6 separate regions of the Mus musculus genome follow, and all the other regions are linked to region 2. Evidence: chromatin contacts called from public HiCAR-type and promoter capture Hi-C data. All regions are on one chromosome and are shown on one strand. The core of a region is the stretch at or near the end of the contact, and the rest is flanking DNA. Distances in the headings are between cores, read along the strand shown.

Region 1 (2,796 bases), core at 244-2,743, 2.5 Mb before region 2:
ATTTTTGCTATCTTGAGTCAAACCAACTTTGCCCTTTACTTTTAATGTGAAACTTACTTTTTTTTTTTTTTTTTTTGGTGGAGGTGTGTGTGTAGGGGATAATTTTGTAGCAGGTTGGCCATTCCTTTCACCATGTGGTCTCTGGGGATGGAACTCAGATCCTCAGGCTTGGTGGCAAGCAACTTTAGCAGCTGAGCCATCTGGATGACACACCTGTTTAACTTTTTAAAAATTGTAGCGCCTAGGGCTCAGGACATAGCTCAATCACAGTGTTTGCTTGCCTAGCACCGGCTTGTCAAAGCAGTGCTCTGGGATTGACTCCCAGATCCCTTCCCACAAAGTGCTTACTTGTAAGTCTAAAAACGACCAACCACTGTAGGTCACCTGTTTATATTGAGTATCGCAGCACAGGGGAGCAGGTTTTAAAAAAATGAGGAGAACTAAGTCTCCATTGTACAGATCATAAAACTGAGGCTGAAGCAGTGAGTCTAGCTCTAAGAGCAGAACTGGTTCTTTCCCATGCCCAGGCTCAGATACCAGGATAAGCTTAGCGCGGGGACAGCAGAGAACGTCCTTCTAAGGACCACAAAGGTATATAGTGGAAGCCTTTAAGTCGCCTTCCCCTTTGCAGAGACCTCCCCAGACAAAACAAACAGGCCCTTGGGGTCTGCAGAACTGCAGGGGGGAAGGGGGAAACGGAAACTAAGAAAGATCAAAGATCCGGCGGTTCACCGCTCCTGGCCTCATAGCTTGGCAGCTCGCCCCGATCCCAGTTGGGCACTCAGGAGCCCATGGGCGAAGAAGAGTTGCGAGTGACAAGGGGACAGCTCGGGGTTCCTGTACACTTGTTGTTAACAGGAGTGGGCCTGAACTCCCTCTAGCCAGCAAGGTGTCCAGTTGATTTCTACTGGACTCCCAAATGGGAAAAAAAAAAAAAAAAGAAAAACCCAAAAAACAAAATCAAACAAACCCAAAACCCAGAGTAGTCAAAGAAAAGGGCAGGCAGCTGAAAACAGGGATTGAGCACTGTAAGTCTGGGAAGGGACAGCACCATGGGAGAGCAGTAGACACGTATGCTAGGGCATCTGAGGTCGCCAGTTATAACCTCAGTTTCCCCACCTGTGAACTCGAGCCATCCAGTCCCACTCTGGCAGCTTCGAGGAAATGCAGAGAAGAGGGAAGTCTCAGTGTCACCAGCGAGGGCAGCGCTGTTCCACCACCCAGCGGCCAAAGCCTCCGCCCGGTCCCGACTCAGGCCCCGAGGTTCGCACGGGGGGCTTGGGGCCCAGCACACCCAAAGCCCCTCCCCATCGAGGCTCCACCCCTCCCCGCCCACAGGCCACGCCCTCTGTGGTCCCGCCCATCGGCCAGCCCCTACCCGCAGGCCCCGCCTCTACCCGCCCCGCCGCGTCCGCCTCGCCTTTGATGGGCCGCTGCCGGCCAATGGGCGCTCAGGGAGGCGCGGGGCCGCGGCGGCGGGCAGGGGGCTCGGCGCGCCCGGGCGTCAGTCCGGCCGCGGCGACGGCGGCAGGAGCGCGTCCCGGCGCCGCCTAAGGCTGCGCTCGGCGCGCGGACTGTGAGGAGGAGGCGAGCGAGGCTGGCGCGGGGTCGGCGGCCGGACGCATGGCTTAGGACGCTCCGCCGCCGCGCCCCAGCATGGGGAAACTTCACTCGAAGCCGGGTCAGTGTCCTCGCCTGCGCGCCGGCCGCGGCCCCGCGTCCTCTCGCCGGTGCTAACTCTCCCTCTCCTTTCTTTCCGGCTCCCGCCGCCGCCGCCGCGCGCGATGTGCCCGCAGCCGCCGTGTGCAAGCGCAGGGAGAGCCCGGAAGGTAGGCGTGCGGGCCACCAGCCCGGGGGGCGCGAGGGAGGCGGCGCGGACCGCCCTGCCGCTGGATCTCATTACCAGGGTTGCCTCAGCCCCCAGCCCCGCCCCGGGAGCGCTCTTTGGGGCCCCTCTGTCCCTCCTACCCGTTCCCCACAGCCCGGTGCTCCCACTGCTGACCCTAACCCCCTCCACTTTGGCGGCGGCGTCTTCCCTTCAGCTCCCCAAGATCTTGCGCCTTCCTCTAGTCGCCAGCCCCTACTCCGGAGAACTTGGTCTCTGGTCTCACTGCACCCTCTCTGCTGACCCTCATCTCTCTCCTTCGCAATCCCTGCCTCCCGCGCTCCTTCCTCTCTGATCCCCGAACTCCTTCAGTCAGGGTATATTGCCTCCTCCCTTTCACCCTCTGAATCCTCCTAGCACTTAGGATCTCGCCGAGCCCCCTTCCTTGGCTATTTCGCTCTTTTGGATTCTGCTCCGTCTGGTGCTTGACCCTCTTGCCAAGTCTTTACTCTCCGGGCTGTGCCGCCTTGTCTCCTTCCCTTCACTCTCTGGTAACTTTTTGCCAGCCGGGGGGGCCCAGACTCAATGTCTTCGTGTTCTTCCCGCCTCAGGTGACAGCTTTGCTGTAAGCGCTGCTTGGGCAAGGAAAGGCATCGAGGAGTGGATCGGGAGGCAGCGCTGTCCAGGCAGCGTCTCAGGACCCCGTCAGCTGAGATTGGCAGGCACTGTTGGTCGAGGCACTCGGGTATGGCCCCCCACTCCGTTCCATCCTTTCACCCCTTTTAGCCTTGGGGAGAGTCTGAGGATCTCCCCCTACTCCAACTTTTAGCATCCCGCTTGCACATTGTTCTAAGTCCAAAAATCCCTTCTCAGCCACTGTGTGCCCCACTAGCCCTACTTGTGCCCTATGCTTTGGAGGACCCTTGTCGATCAAGTGGGCACCAGTCTCCTGCCCAGCTGGGCACAGAGGG
Region 2 (2,926 bases), core at 4-2,503:
TAGATTCTCTTCACCACTTAAGCCCATGCAATGTGCCTTAAAAGTTTCTTTTCCGTGAGCAAATTCTTTGAAATTCCCTTCATATCTAAGCTTAGTTAGAGATTCGGTAGCTTTAACACCTCAAATCATAAATATAGGAAAGTTTCAAGCCCGGGGACAAAAGGCTGAGGTGCCTATTTAACATATCAAAGAGGACCTGGCTGCTCTGTTCTCCTGGTAGCCCTCAACCTCTACCTGTTACCATAGCCAGCCCCCTACCCAAAACTCTCCAGCTCAAGGGGTGGGCTGTGCTTTCCTATATAATCCAGACATTTTAGTTTCTAGCTCGGTGTACCTTTGGGCCTTCTAGCTGCTGCACCTGGTTCCCCTCTCTCCCCTCTCTCCCTTCACCTCCCGCGCCCCCTCCCCGCACTCTCCTCCCTCAGGTGGCTCAGGGTCATGTCCACTCTGGACTCACTCAGATGTCCCTGCTCTACGCTCTTCCTTTTATCTGTAAGAAACTTTAGCCGTATCTAGGAGCAGTTATGTGATAGCTAATATACATTTTAAGTTATTCTTGAAAACACATTCATGATTATTTGTGTGATTGAGGGTTGAGGGTTGAGGGTTTTTTATTTTGTTTTTGTTTGGTGAAGTGAGATCAATTCTTAGCTCAATATACCTTTGCCATTGATAGCGTTGACATAGGAGTGTCACTTGAGGAATCCTCTCTGTTGGATTGACCTGTGGGTCTTGCCTAGGGAGGTGGCGGCCGCGGGGGTGGCGTTGTATTAAGAAAGTAGCTGATAAAGCAACGGGGAGCTAAGTCAGTAAGCAGCGTCCTGCTTTAACCTCCGTCAATGATGAACTGTAAAGACTAAAATGAAATAAGCCCTTTCCTCTCCGAGTTGGTTACAGTCCGTGTTTATCTCAGCAACAGAGACTAGAAAGGGCAGGCAAACTATTATCTTTACTTTGGACCTTTTAGCTTTACTATCTGAGGACCTCTAGGTGAGGATGTGTGTAAAGGGCTTATATACTAAATCCTGTCGATATTTCTTGGTCTTTTTCTCTTCAAACGAGCCTTCTGAATGGTCTCACTATTGAGAGATGCTTTTTAAAACGGTAGAGGACGTGTCCATTCACCCCTAAATGATGCACAGCTCGTTTTTTGCTTTCTTCTTCCATGACTTTTGGTCTCCCTGAGATCCCGGCCGAGACTACATTTCCCAGCAGGCCGTGCTCAGACCTACGGGTGCCCGCATGGGACTGAGGAACTTTGGGGGCGGCACAGTAGCAGGACAGGCTGCTGACGGGCCGGCGCTTCGCGGTTTGAATGGCTGCGGGCCCGGGCCCTGAGCGCATCTGAAGAGCCGCGGCCTCGGGGTGCGCCATGGCATCTGGAGGCAACCAGTCGCCACCGCCTCCTCCAGCTGCTGCAGCCAGCTCGGAGGAAGAGGAGGAGGATGGCGACGCCGCGGATCGCGCGCAGCCCGCGGGGTCCCCGAGCCATCAGATCCAGCAGCGGTTCGAGGAGCTGTGCAGCCGCCTCAACATGGACGAGGCGGCGCGCGCCGAGGCCTGGAGCAGCTACCGCAGCATGAGCGAGAGCTACACGCTGGAGGTGCGTGCTCAGATCCTCCGTGGAGATCGGGGACTCGGGGTGGCCCTAGGATCACTTGGTCGTTTGCCCCGCACCATTGCCTCCCCCTGGCTTTGCGGCCGTCAGAGGAAACTCATTAAGTTTCAGGCTTGCTTACGTGTGAGAATGGCTTAGGATTTATTGTCCCCCACCCCCCGGGCAGATGAAAAGCGGGTGTAGACACACAACATTTGTTGCTGAACTTGGGCACTCTTTTTGGCTGTCATCCAGGTGTAGGCTTGTTATGTTCCGTTCTTGGGACGGGGCTTTGCAGTTGACGAAAATGGCTATTCGGGCTAGTGCCTGTCAACTCTGCAGGCACCTCCCCTGTATGGGCCAATGGGAAGTGACACGGAAGTCCGGATTGTTTTTCAGCTGCCTGTGCGTATGACCCTTTGATTTTATATATGGAAGCTTATCGAAGTAGCAGAGCAAAGAGGCCCCCGACCCGAAGGCTAAGCAAGGTGTTATTTAACTATGATATGGATGTACTTGTGCCATTCTTCTGAGTCGGTTTATTTCTATTTTTTTAAAAATCGACACACATCGAATTCCCCTCTCTCCATTTGTTACACTCACAAAAAAAAGAAACATGGCAGCTTTAGACCTGTGTCTGAGTGACTCTGGACAAGTTTTTAACCACAGTGAAACTCAGTTATGTTGTGTGAGCAGTTTTGTTACTTGTGCCCACTTCAAAGTGCTTACCTAAAGCTTAACTAAAGCAATGTGTGTATGTGTGCAGAAAATTTCCTAGACTGAAGCAGTCTGGCTGAAGAGACCGTAGCCGCCTTCCTTACCCAGTGTTTCCGATAGCCAGGCAAAGAGGAGAACTTCTGGTTTGAAGGACACAAATACTCCCAAACGAATTCTTACTTCACCTTAGAGATGACGCTGTAAATTAGCAAGAATGAGTATTATAACATAGCAGAGACTTCAAATCACAGACTAAGTCATATGAAGCCTGGTGTCACATATGCAAGTGGCATTTAACAGATGCTTAGTAAATTAGTGTGTGTGTGTGTGTGTGTGTGTGTGTGTGTGTGTGTGTGTGTGTGTGTTGGTCAGAGGACGGCTTTGGGGAGTCAGTCTATCTTTTCACCCGTGGATCACTGCAAGTCTGTTAAATCTGTTGGTCAGCTAGTGCCTTTACCTGCTCAGCCTTGCCAGCTCGACTAGTAAATCGTTTTGAAAACATAGTCACTATTTCTTGTTTGGCTGAGGCGTTCTATTTATTTGTTTGTTTATTATTTATGTCTTATTTGGATTGGTTAGTGAGGTTTTAATCTCGATTCTTAGCCCAGTTGA
Region 3 (2,746 bases), core at 212-2,711, 2.7 Mb before region 2:
AACATTCCTCCCCCCCCCCCCAATAATTTAAGACATTTTAAAGAGACAATCTCTAAGGCTTGGCCACTCATCAATGACTGTATAAAGCAAAGAAAAACTCTAAAACTAAGCCTCAGAAAGGATGACTTTCAAAAAGTACTAACGCATTTTAGTAAGCACTTGAGGGCAGGCAGCTAACATTTTGGAAGGGCAGAATTCTAGGGCAATTCCAGATATGGGTGGACTCACCTTTGAGAAGAAAGTTAACCCGCACTATTCAACCTACCTGGCAAATCAAGACATTAGCTACTTACTCTTTTCTAGTTAATGAAAACGGTTGCTTATTTTGTATTAAGCAGCACAGGTTGGCCGCAGTCTCCTGCGCGCTGAGATCACAGGCACGTGCCATCACGCCGCGCCAGCTCCATTTGTCATTAAAATAACTTATTTCAGGAGAACACTTGGGACACCTGTAGATCGCCTTCACTTCTGAAGAACAGCTACGTTTGACAAACCTCCCAGGCTTTCCGGTGAGTGACTTCTCACCCTTCCAAGACAATTATAAAAAAAACAGCCTTTGAAGGAGTCACGGAAGACCAGGACTCGGCTGCTTACAGGATGTGTGGGGACAGCACGGGTGCTCGAGAGGACACTTGGGACAAGACTTGCTGAGCGCCCAGGTGACCCAGGCTTCTGGTCTGTCTCACTCCTCCACAAAGCCAGACTTCCCAGACGTCTGGGTGTCGCACTGGAACAGGCTAAGGAGGCTGGGAACTGGAGCCCGGGGCCATAAGCAACAAAGCCCCCTTTACCTTGACTCTTCTCCGTTTTCTCCCCTTCTCTTCCCCCGGAGCCTGCTTCTCGCCTTTCTTCCTCTTTTTCCGTTTTCTGTCCTTGTGTTTGTCATGGTCGCTTCTGTCTTCGAAGAGGCTGGAGTCGTGCCCGGAGCTGCCCGTGGAGAGCTCGGTGACCTCGCTCCCCCCGACTTTGAGGACCAGCTTCAGGGGCTTCTCCACGTACTCTGAAACAAGAGCAGGACGCGGGGCTGAGCCGGGGCCGGCCGAGGGCGGGCGCCCCACCTCCCAGCGCCCCACGAACCCCCGCCGGGACCGGCAGGCCCGAGTCGAACGCCGCCCCGCCGGGGGCGATCTCCGCGGGTCGGGGCCTTGCGGGCAGGGGACGGCGCGGCTCCGCAGGCAGGCCAGCCGCTCCTCACCCTCGTAGAAGTGGCGGTCCGACTTGTGCTTCTTGTGCTTCTTGCCCATGTCCGACCGGGCCCCAGAGCCCGCCCCCCGCGCCAGGCCCAGGCCGTGCGGCGCCGCTTCCGGTCCGGGCCAGGCGAGCGGAGGGCGGGAGCGGGGCCCGCGAGAGCCCGCGCCGCGAGGCAGGGGGACGGCACGCGCCCGGCGGCGCGAGGTCCCTCACGAGAAAAAAAAAAAACCACGCGCGGGACGCGACCGAAGCGCGACACCAGTGGCGAGAGGGCGAGAGGCCGGCAAACCAGCGGGAAAGAGAGGCCGCCGAGCGGACGGGATGCGGTCTGCGGCGCGTGGCGGCCCCTGGCGGCCGGAGGCGGCGCTGCAGCCTGTGGTGGAGGGCGGGGCTGCGGCTGGGGGGCGGGCTCAGAGGCGGGGCCTGTCTTGACTTTCTTTTTCCATCCCCGACGCTCTTCCCTGCTTTCCTGAATCCTTTTAACTTTCCTTGGCTTTTGTTTCTTGTCTTTAGCAATATTATTGAACTCCATCTGTACAGGATCGGGCAGACCCAAGAATATGGGTCCTGCCAAGCCTAACGATCTCCGTTCGCTCTCCAGGTTCCACATGAAGGAGAGAATCGACTCCTGAAAGTTGTCCTCTAATGTTTACATTTATATATATTCTTGCACAAATAAATAAATGCATACAGAAAAAAACCAAAACAAAACAAAAACAAAGGCTTGTTCATGATAGAATAAAGCCTCCAAGATGTTAACTAAATGAAACGCACCAAGTGTGCAGCAGTGTTGTTCAAAAGTGAGACCGGAAGTGAAGGTGTGGTCTGGATTCAAAGGCTGGAAACAGTACTGCTTACTTTATTTCAGGTGACCAGGACGGTATAGGGGTGGATTCTTTTACTTTTATGCTTTTCTTTGTGGTTTAAAAAACAATTTATATGCTAAAGTAACTGGAAAGAAAAGGAAGCTAAGGGTCTAGAAATTAGCTAGAACTTGCCTCCGAAAAGGTGGTGGGGTTGCAGCTATTGGCTCCCCAGGGAGGCACAGGCTGCCTGCTGTTTTGTCTGCTTCTCACCCCCATCAGTGCCGTTCCTGTTCTCTTATCTCTGGATGCCCAGCCCTTCTGGGCAGTGGCTCACTGACAATTTTGTCTACTGGCACTTACCCAGATGGGCCACGTTAAGATCTGCTTGTGCTGGGTGTGATGGTGCATGCATGCATGGCTGTGCTGGCCTATCCCGGCCCTCAGGTTGAGGCAGGAGGACTGAATCCCAGACTAGCCAGGGCTACATAGTAACATGCTATCTAAAAATAGAGCTCACTGTTGCATGTGCAGAGATGTCTAGGGAAATAAAGTGCACGCTCTCTCTCTCTCTCTCTGTGTGTGTGTGTGTGAGACAACTTTACAAAATAGCAAGAGCAGGTAATATTCATATTCCCATTTTATAGAGGAGGAAATGGATGCCCAAAGAAATAAGATAGGGGTCAGATGTAGAATCAGTATTCAAATCCAGGCTTGAACTGGAGTCACAATCCTTTTCATTAGTTAGTACA
Region 4 (2,700 bases), core at 62-2,561, 2.4 Mb before region 2:
CCCCCTGTGGGCAATTGATCCTTTTGCTAAGCTCCTTGGTTTTTTGTTTTTTTAGTTTTTTGAGACAGAGTTTCTCTGTATAGCCCTGGCTGTCCTGGAACTCACTCTGTAGACCAGGCTGGCCTCGAACTCAGAAATCTGCCTGCCTCTGCCTCCCAAGTGCTGGGATCAAAGGCCTGCGCCACTACGCCCAGCTGCTAAGCTCCTTGGGGACAGAGGGTTCTGAGGGCTGCCTTATCACTCCACACCCTCAGTGGGAAAGATTTCTAGCCATCAGAACAAAGCACTGCAGATGTTGGGACTGGACTTGGCCCAGAGGACAGAGCAGAGTCGCAGGCTCCCACCCCTCCACCCCTTACTATCTTCTGTGCATGACAATCTTCATTTTCCGGGAGCCTTGGCTCTTGTTCCCCACTTCAAGGGGCCCTGCCCTCTTCAGTCCTCCTCCTTCATACACAGGGCCACTTGTAGAGCCGAGGCCACCTTTCTCGGGGGCAGGGGGAAGGTTGTGGGGGGTGGCTAATGAAAATCTGGTAGAATATAGTAAAAGCCCTTGCCCATAAGACAGAAGAACTGAGAGGCACCCATTCAAAGAGGAGGAGGAAGGAAGGAAAGGAAGGACAGGGAGCGGCAGCCCTGGCTGCGGGAGTTTGAGTTTAAGTCTCCTTTCTTTGTAGGGCAGCCTCCTCAGGTCTCCATTGAAGGGCCAGCCAAGGCTCCACCTGCCCTGAGCACCATGGGACCCCTGGGTGCTTCTCTGTGGAGCTTGCCGCTGGAAGCGCTCTCAGTTGGGTGTGCACATCAGAATCCCCACTGGGACTGGGGAGAGGAAGTGTTAGGAGCTCTAAGGCAAGCAGGCTGCCTACCCCACAACACCCAGACAGAGCTGGGGTGGGCTCCGGATTCTTACTCGGCTACAGGGTCCACCCTTTGAGAAATACAAGCCTGGACTTGTTCCCAGGAACAGGACCAGTGCCTGGCATTGCAAAAGGAGTCAGGCTTAGAGGTTGGAGGTGGGTTTGGCCCCAGTTTCTAAGGACAGCCCATACTCTCACCACCCTTGGTCCCTCCTAACCAGTACCCAGGGAGTTCCTAGAGGGCCTCTCAAGGACATCACTGGGTCTCAGGGCGCAGAAGCCAGCTACGCTTGGGGTCAAACACTGACTGACCTGGGATCTTCAGGCTTTGTGGGTTCGGGGTCCAGGAGAGTCACATGCCCCAGTCCGATCTCTTTTTGCAAGGTCCAACTAGATGGCTGAATGTCTGCCGCAATCCTGAGTTCTCCTTTTGAAAACAGGAAATGGGCTGAGTGATCTCCTTCAGGGGCCCCAGCTTATTGGTTGCTGAAAGATGTACATTGAACCTCCTAGACAAATATCTGCAGTACATCATACAGGCCACGTGGGTCAAGGCCACCAACAGGAGGACAGTTTAACTTCACAGCAGCTTTAAGCAGCTTGATACGTATTAGACACCCGAACGATAGCTGGCATTTGGAGAATTCATTTCAAAGTCCTTTGTTTTAGTCCTTTTCTGTGGCAATGACAGAAGACGATAAACTGAAGGAAAAAAAATCACACACACGAAAGTTTATTTAGTTTATAGCTCTGGATCCGGAACATGCAAGAGCACACTGGTAGTGTCTGTGAGGGCTGTCCTGCCGCATGTGACATGCCATGGTAGGAGGTGGACAGACAAGAGAAAGCTTACCTTATGCACCCCAGTTTCACAGTTACAGCATAAATCCCTTTATGAAGACTGTCCTTATGACAGTCAACTCTCAGAAGACCCTACCTCCCAAACCCATTATGTTAGGGATCTCAGTCTAACATGAGGATTTGGGGATACATTCTTTTAATAGTTATTATCCTAGCTATGAGCTAGGCATAATGGGGCCCTTCGTGTTCTGTTGACAAGCTGGAGAACTGAGGTTTGGTGCATGGAGCTGGTGGGATGCGGAGCCAGTGCCTGACACAGAAAGGTCATGGGATAGGCTAGGGTACGGCCCAGGTGGACATCTTGCACTCCCCTGGCTGTGAATGAGCCAGGCTGTACCTTCTCTACCCTTGGCATGGCTAATACTTCTTGAAGCCATTCTACAGTGTGGGCAGGGGTGTCACCTCATAGCTTACAACACTGGGTCCCACAAAGGATAATTATGGTAGACATTTTACAGGCTTATTTCCCACCCATCTCTTCTCCGTTGGAGTCCATTGCCTTCTTTGTCTTTTATCGAATTGCGTTAATGGCTGAAGATAGGCCGAGAGGGTTCCTTTGGGTACATGTGCTTCTTAATCTCTTTTTCCTCCCGAGGCTCACATTTGCACTGAAAGGATCTTGTGATGAATAGATGCTGTCTACCATGCTCAACTAAATCAATCTTGCTTTTCACTGTCACAGAGGTTTCGCCCTCATTTGCATCTGCTTCAACCCCACAGGCCCTCAGGAAGCTTATGATGAGTCAAGGTGTACAGAACACTTAATGGTGTCATGCTGAGCGTGTGAGGCTGGCAACTGAGGGCATACTAAAATCCTCATCGTTTGCCTTTCTGCTCAGGACTCTGTACAACATCCTGCCTCTCTGCACCACCATCACTATCATACCAAGAACACACATATCCATAAGAATTTGGTTTTGGCAAGAGCTTGAGAGAACTACTGTGCATGGCGTGCCTCTGGCTAGCCAGTCCCAGCTGCAAG
Region 5 (2,875 bases), core at 37-2,536, 2.0 Mb before region 2:
CTCCATAATACGTGGGGTGCACACATCCAAGCCCGACTTTGACGGGTTATGGGTGCAAGTGTGGAAAGAAACGACAGGAGAACAAACTTGGGAAGCCGGACCAAGCGACACTTCCCTGTCCCTAAGTCAGTCTCCAGAGCGACCGGCAGCACTCGGCCGCGACCCCAGGATGTCGCTCCTCCACCCCAACCCCCAGTTCTCACGGCTCGGAACCCCCAAAGGTACCATGTTTCGCCCGCTAGCCAAGTGGGAACGAGAGTTTGGGGGGGGGGTGGGTACGGAGAGCTCCCCACGCGCTCGGCGTTCAGCCACCCGGACGAAGTAAACTTCTTTAACGTTGGCCGCAGGGCTGGGCGGTGAGGCCCAGGCGACAGAGGCCCAGCCCGGGGACCCGGGTGGCGCGCGGGGAGCGGGAGAGAGCTCGCGTGGGCAGCTCCAGATGGCCTCTGCCCGAGAGATCGCCCCTCGGGGCGGCAGGGTCGTGGCCGCGGCTTCTCCGACCCTCTGGGCGGAGGAGCGAGCCGGCCAGTCGACCCTACTCCGCCCAGTCGAGGACACGGAACTCCGGAAAGCTCCAGCCGGGATAGGCTGGCTCTCCCGGGACAGGGGAAGCCTGGCCCGGCAAATTGAAATCGAGGAAGCATGAAATAAAATCAGACGCGCCGAGTGCAGAAGGCGAAAGCGGCGGTGGGCGCGGGGCCCGCCGCGTGTGCGTGGGTCCGAGTGTGCGTGTGAGTGCGTGTCTGTGTGTCCGCGGCGCCGGCCGGAGCACTCACCATCTCGCCGGGGGAGCGAGGCCACTTCGGGGTCGGATTGGAAATGTTGAGGCTTCGCTTGCTTCCTCCGCGACATGCTGGCTCAAACATCAGCTGGGGCAGAATAAAAAATTACTAAAAAAAAATCTTCTCAAAATTACGGAAATCGAGCGGCGGCGGCGGCGGCTCCCCCCGCCCGCCGGCCCGCCCGCCCCCTCCCCGGCTCCCCGGCCCCGGGCACAGCGCGCATGTGTCCTGCTATAATTATGATTATCAATAATGCATTGCGATTAATCATAGAGGGGCTCTTTGAAAGGCGATTGGCACCGGGCCAGCGCTATTCAAACCCGCTCGCCTTAATCAATTAGTTCGTGATTTGCTGCAGACCCCTGTCTCTCCGCGCGCTGGCCCAATAAGCCGGCCGCGGGGCTGGCTCTGCGCGCCGCGCCGCCCGACTCTTGGTTAACCCTCTTGGCGACCGCCGGGGACTCCGCGGCCCGGCCGCCGGGGGCCTGCCTCCTCGCCACTGCGCGCCCAGCGCCCCGGCCGGCGCCCCCCGCTCGTTCCCCTCCCCCCTCCCCCGCCCTCCATCCCGGGCTGGGCCGACCCGAATTAGCATGCTCGCCCGGGAGCCTAGCGGAGCAGGGCCGCGTGGGGGTGGGGCTGGCGGCGGGGGCTGGGGACCCAGGCTGCGGGCGAGCGGCGAACTTCCTAACTCCCGCGCTGCGTACTGGCCCGCGAGGGGGAGGGAGTCCCGTGGCGGGACGGGGTAGGAGAGGGCGCCCCATTTCGTGAGTGTTCCTTCATTTTCTTTAAGAGCTACCAGAAAGCAGCCCACCCCCACTCTCATAAAAAAAAAAAAGCGAGTGGGGAAGAGCCAGCCCCACGCCAGTCCGCCTCCCGCTCGCTGCCGGGCCTCCCTCCCGCCTGCCCGCCGCCTGGCTCGGAGATCCTTCGCCCAGAGTTCTCCACTCTCAGGATCCCGGGCTCGCGGGGGTGCGGAGAAGAGGACCCAGGAAAGGTTTGGGGACGTGATGGGTTTGGGGCTTGGGGGGAGGGGCAGTTTTCTCGCCACCCCATCCTCTCCCTGCCTGGGAGCGGCGACCCTCCAGCCTCTTGCTGGCTCCTTAGCTCCCTTTCTCTACCTTGGACATTCCCGGGACAATTAGGGCTGAAGTTTTCGGGAGAAGCGCCCCGAGCCCGTGGGATAAGGGGGCGGCTCGGCTCCGCCCAGGACCCCCTCCCGAACCTCCCCCCGGCCGCCCCGGTTGGCTGCAGGGCGCGTCACTCCGCGGGGAGGCGGCGGCCACCGTGGCGCCGCCAAGCTCCGGGCGGGTGGAGAGCAAGGACCTGCCTGAGCTCCGAGTTCAGCTTCTGCGGGAGGGAGGGGAGGGGCGCAGCTAATTCTGTGCTAAGCAGCGCTCCCCTGGCCTGGGTGGTGCTGCTGGAGCCAGACCCTAGGCACCGCCTCTACCCTGGACCCTAGTGCTCCGTGTCCTAGGGGTGGAGGCCGCCACCTCGTCGCAGACGAGGTGGCTACCCGGAGTGAGTGAGCATGGAGGGGGGGTCCTGTTCGTTGCCCTGCTAGCTACGCCGTGACTCGCCTTCACTTTTCCGACACTTGCTACGTGCGGCGCCCAAACTTTTCTCTCCATCTCTCTCTGTTTCTCTCCCAGAGCTGGGAGCCAGCCTCTCTTACCCGCTCACGGGACCCAGGGATCCGGGCCCTGTACTCCCTCTTCCGGGTTTGGGCGCCTGCGAACCTGAGGCTTGGTCCTCGGCTTAGTTTAGACCTCCTCCTGCCTCGGGGTTTCCGCTCGCCGAGGTTCCCGAAGTCCTGCACCCGAAGGACTAAACTAACTAAACTTCGGCTGAGTAATGGGGGTGGAGGCGGGGGAGGGGTGCAGATACACAATCCTTGCCCTATCTCGCGATCAGGAGAGGAGAGGGCTCATAAGGACGCCCCAATTCTGGAGCGCCTTTGAGTCTGGATCGTGACACAGTCGGCTCGCGCGAAGTGGGCACTAGCCTTCACAGCAGAGCCTTGGAACTCAGGACCCATGTCGCACTCTCTTAAATGGCTTTTAGCCCCTTTCCACGGTTCTTTTTCCCCTAATCTT
Region 6 (3,034 bases), core at 447-2,946, 2.9 Mb before region 2:
AATTAAATATACAAAAATGTAAAAAAATACCAATGGCAGTGACTTATAACATGACATTTGCAGAAAAGTGCAAAATAACTGAATGTCTTGTATTTTGACATGTATTGTACAGAGACTTGGGGAAGAAATGGAAACATTTAATAGTGTGTCTTCACTTTCATGTGTGTGTGTGTGTGTGTGTGTGTGTGTGTGTCCCCGTCCGGAAAAGGAGGGCTTGAGTCTCAAGTTGTTATGTAGCTATGGATGGCCATGAATCGGAGATTCTCCTTTCCTGCTGAGGGTCTGGCACCAACCTCAGGGCATTTCGTGTGCTAAGCAAGCACTCTAATAGAGTTACAATTAGCTCAGCCAGTGGTCATTGTATTCTTTTTTTTTTTTTCCCCCTAAGAAAAAACGTAGAGCAATGATTCATTCTGTGACAAACAGATTTTTAATCCTTTGCAAAATAAGTAAATAAACAAAACCAATCACCACCACCCCAAACTTTCCAGGATATTGAACTGGGCACAGAGCCAAAACTCAAGTGTCAGTCAGGGACTCGGTTCTGGAATTTGCAGCGAGCTTGAAGCATGCGCACAGTAAGTGTTCTAGTCTTCTGGATAATGTTAATTACTGACAACCACCCCCTGCCCCCTTTTTGGTTATTTTTCGCGCCAGAAGAAAGCTACACAAATGGGCATTCTATGAAAAACGATCATTAACCGCAACGGTAGTGTGATTTTAGGTTTAAAAGGCTTCGAGTATTCTTAGTTATGAAAGTTGAGGGGCTTTGAGCTCGTAAGTGCACCTTGGAACAGCCGCGCTGTGTGGCCCTCCAGCCGGGCAGCGGTGCCAGCACTCGCGACCCAGAGGCCGCTGAGACCGCTCCGGAACCGAGATGCGCGTGCAGCCGCGTGCTAACCCGGCCCTTGAGCGGAAGCCCGCCCTTCTCGTGCTCGCGCGGCGCGCGGCCAGGAGCCCCGGGGCCGCGCCGGGACCGAGGGGCGGAGCCGGCGGTCCGGAGCGGGGTGGGCGGCGCAAACCAGTCACTTTCCGCGGAGTCGGCAGCCGCCTCGTGTGCCTCGGCGGCGCTTGAGCGGCAACAGAGTCCTGCGGCGGCGCGCGCGTCCGAGGTGCCCGGAGGCCCAGGTACGTGCGACCCCAGCTAAGCTAGCGCGGGACGGTTGACCAGGCGGTTGCGGCCCCGCTGCCTGCAGCCTGCCGCGGCCTCTGTGACGCGCGGTGCGGCCTCGGGGAACCCGCGGACGGCTGGCAGCAGGGACGGGGCGGGGCGAGCGCGGCGGCGGGGCAGGCGGAGCGGAGCGAGGGGCGGAGCCGGCGGAGGCCCCGCCCCGGGGCCGAGCAGCACGGACGCTACGGAGCAGGCGCGTCCCGCTGCCGCCGCCGCTGCCGCCGCCGCCGCCGCTGCTGCTGCCGCCGCCGCCACCACCGCCGCCGCCGCTCGCCCTTCTCGGGATCCGCCGCCGCCATTTGCACGGGAACCCCGGTGACAGGGGCTCGGCGGAGGGGCGGAGGGAGGGGGGAGGGCCTGCGAGCCCCGAGGGCGGGAGCGACGCCGCCGGCGCCGGCCAGGCTCCCTGCGCTACCGCGCCGCCCGTGGCGGAACCCGGGTGGCAGCGGCGGCGGCGGCCGAGGGCGGGCGTGCGCCTGAGGCAGCGGCGGCGGCGGCGGCCCTGCGGGCGGCCGGGAGGGGCGGGGGCAGCGGCCGCCGCCGTTTGATGGATCCGAGGATCGCCTGGTTCCAGCCAGAGCAGCTCGGACCGTCCAATAGTCTGTGGATGCAGATCTGGGAGACGACCCAGGGGCTGAGGAACCTCTACTTCAACCACCACTGTCACAGCAGCGGCGCGAGCAGCGCGAGCGGCGGGAGCGGCAGCGGCCCCGGCAGCCCCGGCGGCACGGCCCCGGCCCCGGCCGGCATGTTCCGCTCGGGGGAGCGCCCACTGGGCGGCCTCGCCGTGCCCGCGGAGCAGCGGGACTTCCTGCCCCTGGAGACGACCAACAACAACAACAATCACCACCAGCCGGCGGCCTGGGCACGGCGGGCATCGGCGGGCCCCTCGGCGTCGCCGGTCCCATCGGCTCCCTCGTCCCCGCGACCGGCGGCCGCACTCCCCGCCTCCGAGTCTACCGACCCGGCCTCGGGCAGCAGCAACAAGAGGAAACGTGACAACAAGGCCAGCACCTACGGACTCAACTACAGCCTGCTGCAGCCCAGCGGAGGGCGCGCGGCCGGAGGCGGACGGGCGGACGGCGGCGGGGGCGTGTACAGCGGGACCCCGTGGAAGCGACGGAACTACAACCAGGGAGTCGTGGGGTGAGTGCTGGCGTCGTGGCCTGCGTCTTGGAGGGTCGGCACACCCGCACAGCGGGGAACACGCCCACAGGCGGGAGGGGGGGATGATGGGTGGGGGATGGGGAGCCCCAGTGGGGCCTCCAGAGCATCGGTGGCCATTCATTCCTTCATAGCTTGACCAGTCTCGGTGGACCTTTCTTTGGAATTCCTTTGGAAAAAGTGGAGCTATCCTCTCCTTTTCGTAGTCATCTCTACCTTCCTCCTCTCCTAACTGTCCACACCTTCCCGATGCATTCTTGCTTGTCCTTCTCCTGGATCTTTCTATGCTCTAGAATTCAGCCTGCCCTCTGATCCCTTTCTGTCCTCCACACCTTGCTCCCCACCACCACACCCCAAGATGAAGCCCCTTAGCATCGGGCTAGTTAACTTCCTGAGAACGTTTCTGCCTTAGCGTCTTTAGATGTTAGGACCAGGAGGTGCTCTTCTTGCCAAGAATAGAAACATCCAGAATGCTCCTTCCCCTCCCCCAGTCCACGACGAAAATCTCCTCAGCCCTGAAAGACACTGCCTGCTCTTGATCCTTTGGCCCATCTTTTATATTTACTTAAGGAAAAAAAAAAAAAAAGCCAGTGTTTGCCATGTCTGTCGTGAGCAGAAAGCACTGAGTGACAGCTAGCTTGAAGTTGTCATAGATGGTGAGCTTTTCTGAGCCCTGACAGAACTTTGCAGGAGTTCATG

Evidence for each region. Promoter capture Hi-C pulls out the DNA fragments that hold promoters and counts their contacts. HiCAR-type assays count read pairs that join an accessible place to other places.
Region 1: a promoter capture Hi-C map of pre-B cells shows a contact between it and region 2, with 5 times the contacts expected there. The contact joins the promoter of Nkd1 here to the promoter of Rbl2 in region 2. A contact is called at or near these places in 3 of 39 promoter capture datasets (cranial neural crest, hippocampal neurons and pre-B cells).
Region 3: a promoter capture Hi-C map of hippocampal neurons shows a contact between it and region 2, with 8 times the contacts expected there. The contact joins the promoter of Brd7 here to the promoter of Rbl2 in region 2. A contact is called at or near these places in 4 of 39 promoter capture datasets (cranial neural crest, hippocampal neurons, liver and 1 more) and 2 of 115 datasets of contacts at active chromatin or transcription factors (double positive thymocytes and large pre-B cells).
Region 4: a promoter capture Hi-C map of pre-B cells shows a contact between it and region 2, with 4 times the contacts expected there. The contact joins the promoter of Snx20 here to the promoter of Rbl2 in region 2. A contact is called at or near these places in 5 of 39 promoter capture datasets (the C10 cell line, hippocampal neurons, liver and 2 more), 3 of 484 Hi-C or Micro-C datasets (CD4 T cells, pre-B cells and regulatory T cells) and 1 of 115 datasets of contacts at active chromatin or transcription factors (bone marrow-derived dendritic cells).
Region 5: a contact with region 2 is called in a HiCAR-type map of astrocytes, with 6 times the contacts expected there. The contact joins the promoter of Sall1 here to the promoter of Rbl2 in region 2. A contact is called at or near these places in 1 of 39 promoter capture datasets (cranial neural crest) and 1 of 115 datasets of contacts at active chromatin or transcription factors (astrocytes).
Region 6: a promoter capture Hi-C map of liver shows a contact between it and region 2, with 7 times the contacts expected there. The contact joins the promoter of Tent4b here to the promoter of Rbl2 in region 2. A contact is called at or near these places in 3 of 39 promoter capture datasets (hippocampal neurons, liver and pre-B cells) and 3 of 115 datasets of contacts at active chromatin or transcription factors (astrocytes, regulatory T cell precursor and thymic regulatory T cells).

What each region holds. Positions count from the first base shown.
Region 1 is chr8:88,519,851-88,522,646 of GRCm38.p6, forward strand. It overlaps Nkd1 (naked cuticle 1), which reads left to right and starts at 1,494. Exons shown (of 10, transcript NM_027280.3): 1 at 1,494-1,681; 2 at 1,797-1,829; 3 at 2,437-2,570. The coding sequence starts at 1,657. It overlaps Gm35162 (predicted gene, 35162), which reads right to left and starts at 1,271. Exons shown (of 2, transcript NR_168470.1): 1 at 1,120-1,271.
Region 2 is chr8:91,068,804-91,071,729 of GRCm38.p6, forward strand. Rbl2 (RB transcriptional corepressor like 2) reads left to right here and starts at 1,254. Exons shown (of 22, transcript NM_011250.4): 1 at 1,254-1,603. The coding sequence starts at 1,373.
Region 3 is chr8:88,360,711-88,363,456 of GRCm38.p6, forward strand. Brd7 (bromodomain containing 7) reads right to left here and starts at 1,462. Exons shown (of 17, transcript NM_012047.3): 1 at 1,196-1,462; 2 at 792-1,000. The coding sequence starts at 1,244.
Region 4 is chr8:88,634,817-88,637,516 of GRCm38.p6, forward strand. Snx20 (sorting nexin 20) reads right to left here and starts at 1,312. Exons shown (of 4, transcript NM_027840.3): 1 at 1,170-1,312.
Region 5 is chr8:89,041,576-89,044,450 of GRCm38.p6, forward strand. Sall1 (spalt like transcription factor 1) reads right to left here and starts at 1,287. Exons shown (of 3, transcript NM_001371070.1): 1 at 777-1,287. The coding sequence starts at 852. It overlaps Gm3134 (predicted gene 3134), which reads left to right. Exons shown (of 3, transcript NR_166639.1): 1 at 1-221.
Region 6 is chr8:88,198,186-88,201,219 of GRCm38.p6, forward strand. It overlaps Tent4b (terminal nucleotidyltransferase 4B), which reads left to right and starts at 1,697. Exons shown (of 12, transcript NM_001372333.1): 1 at 1,697-2,317. The coding sequence starts at 1,719.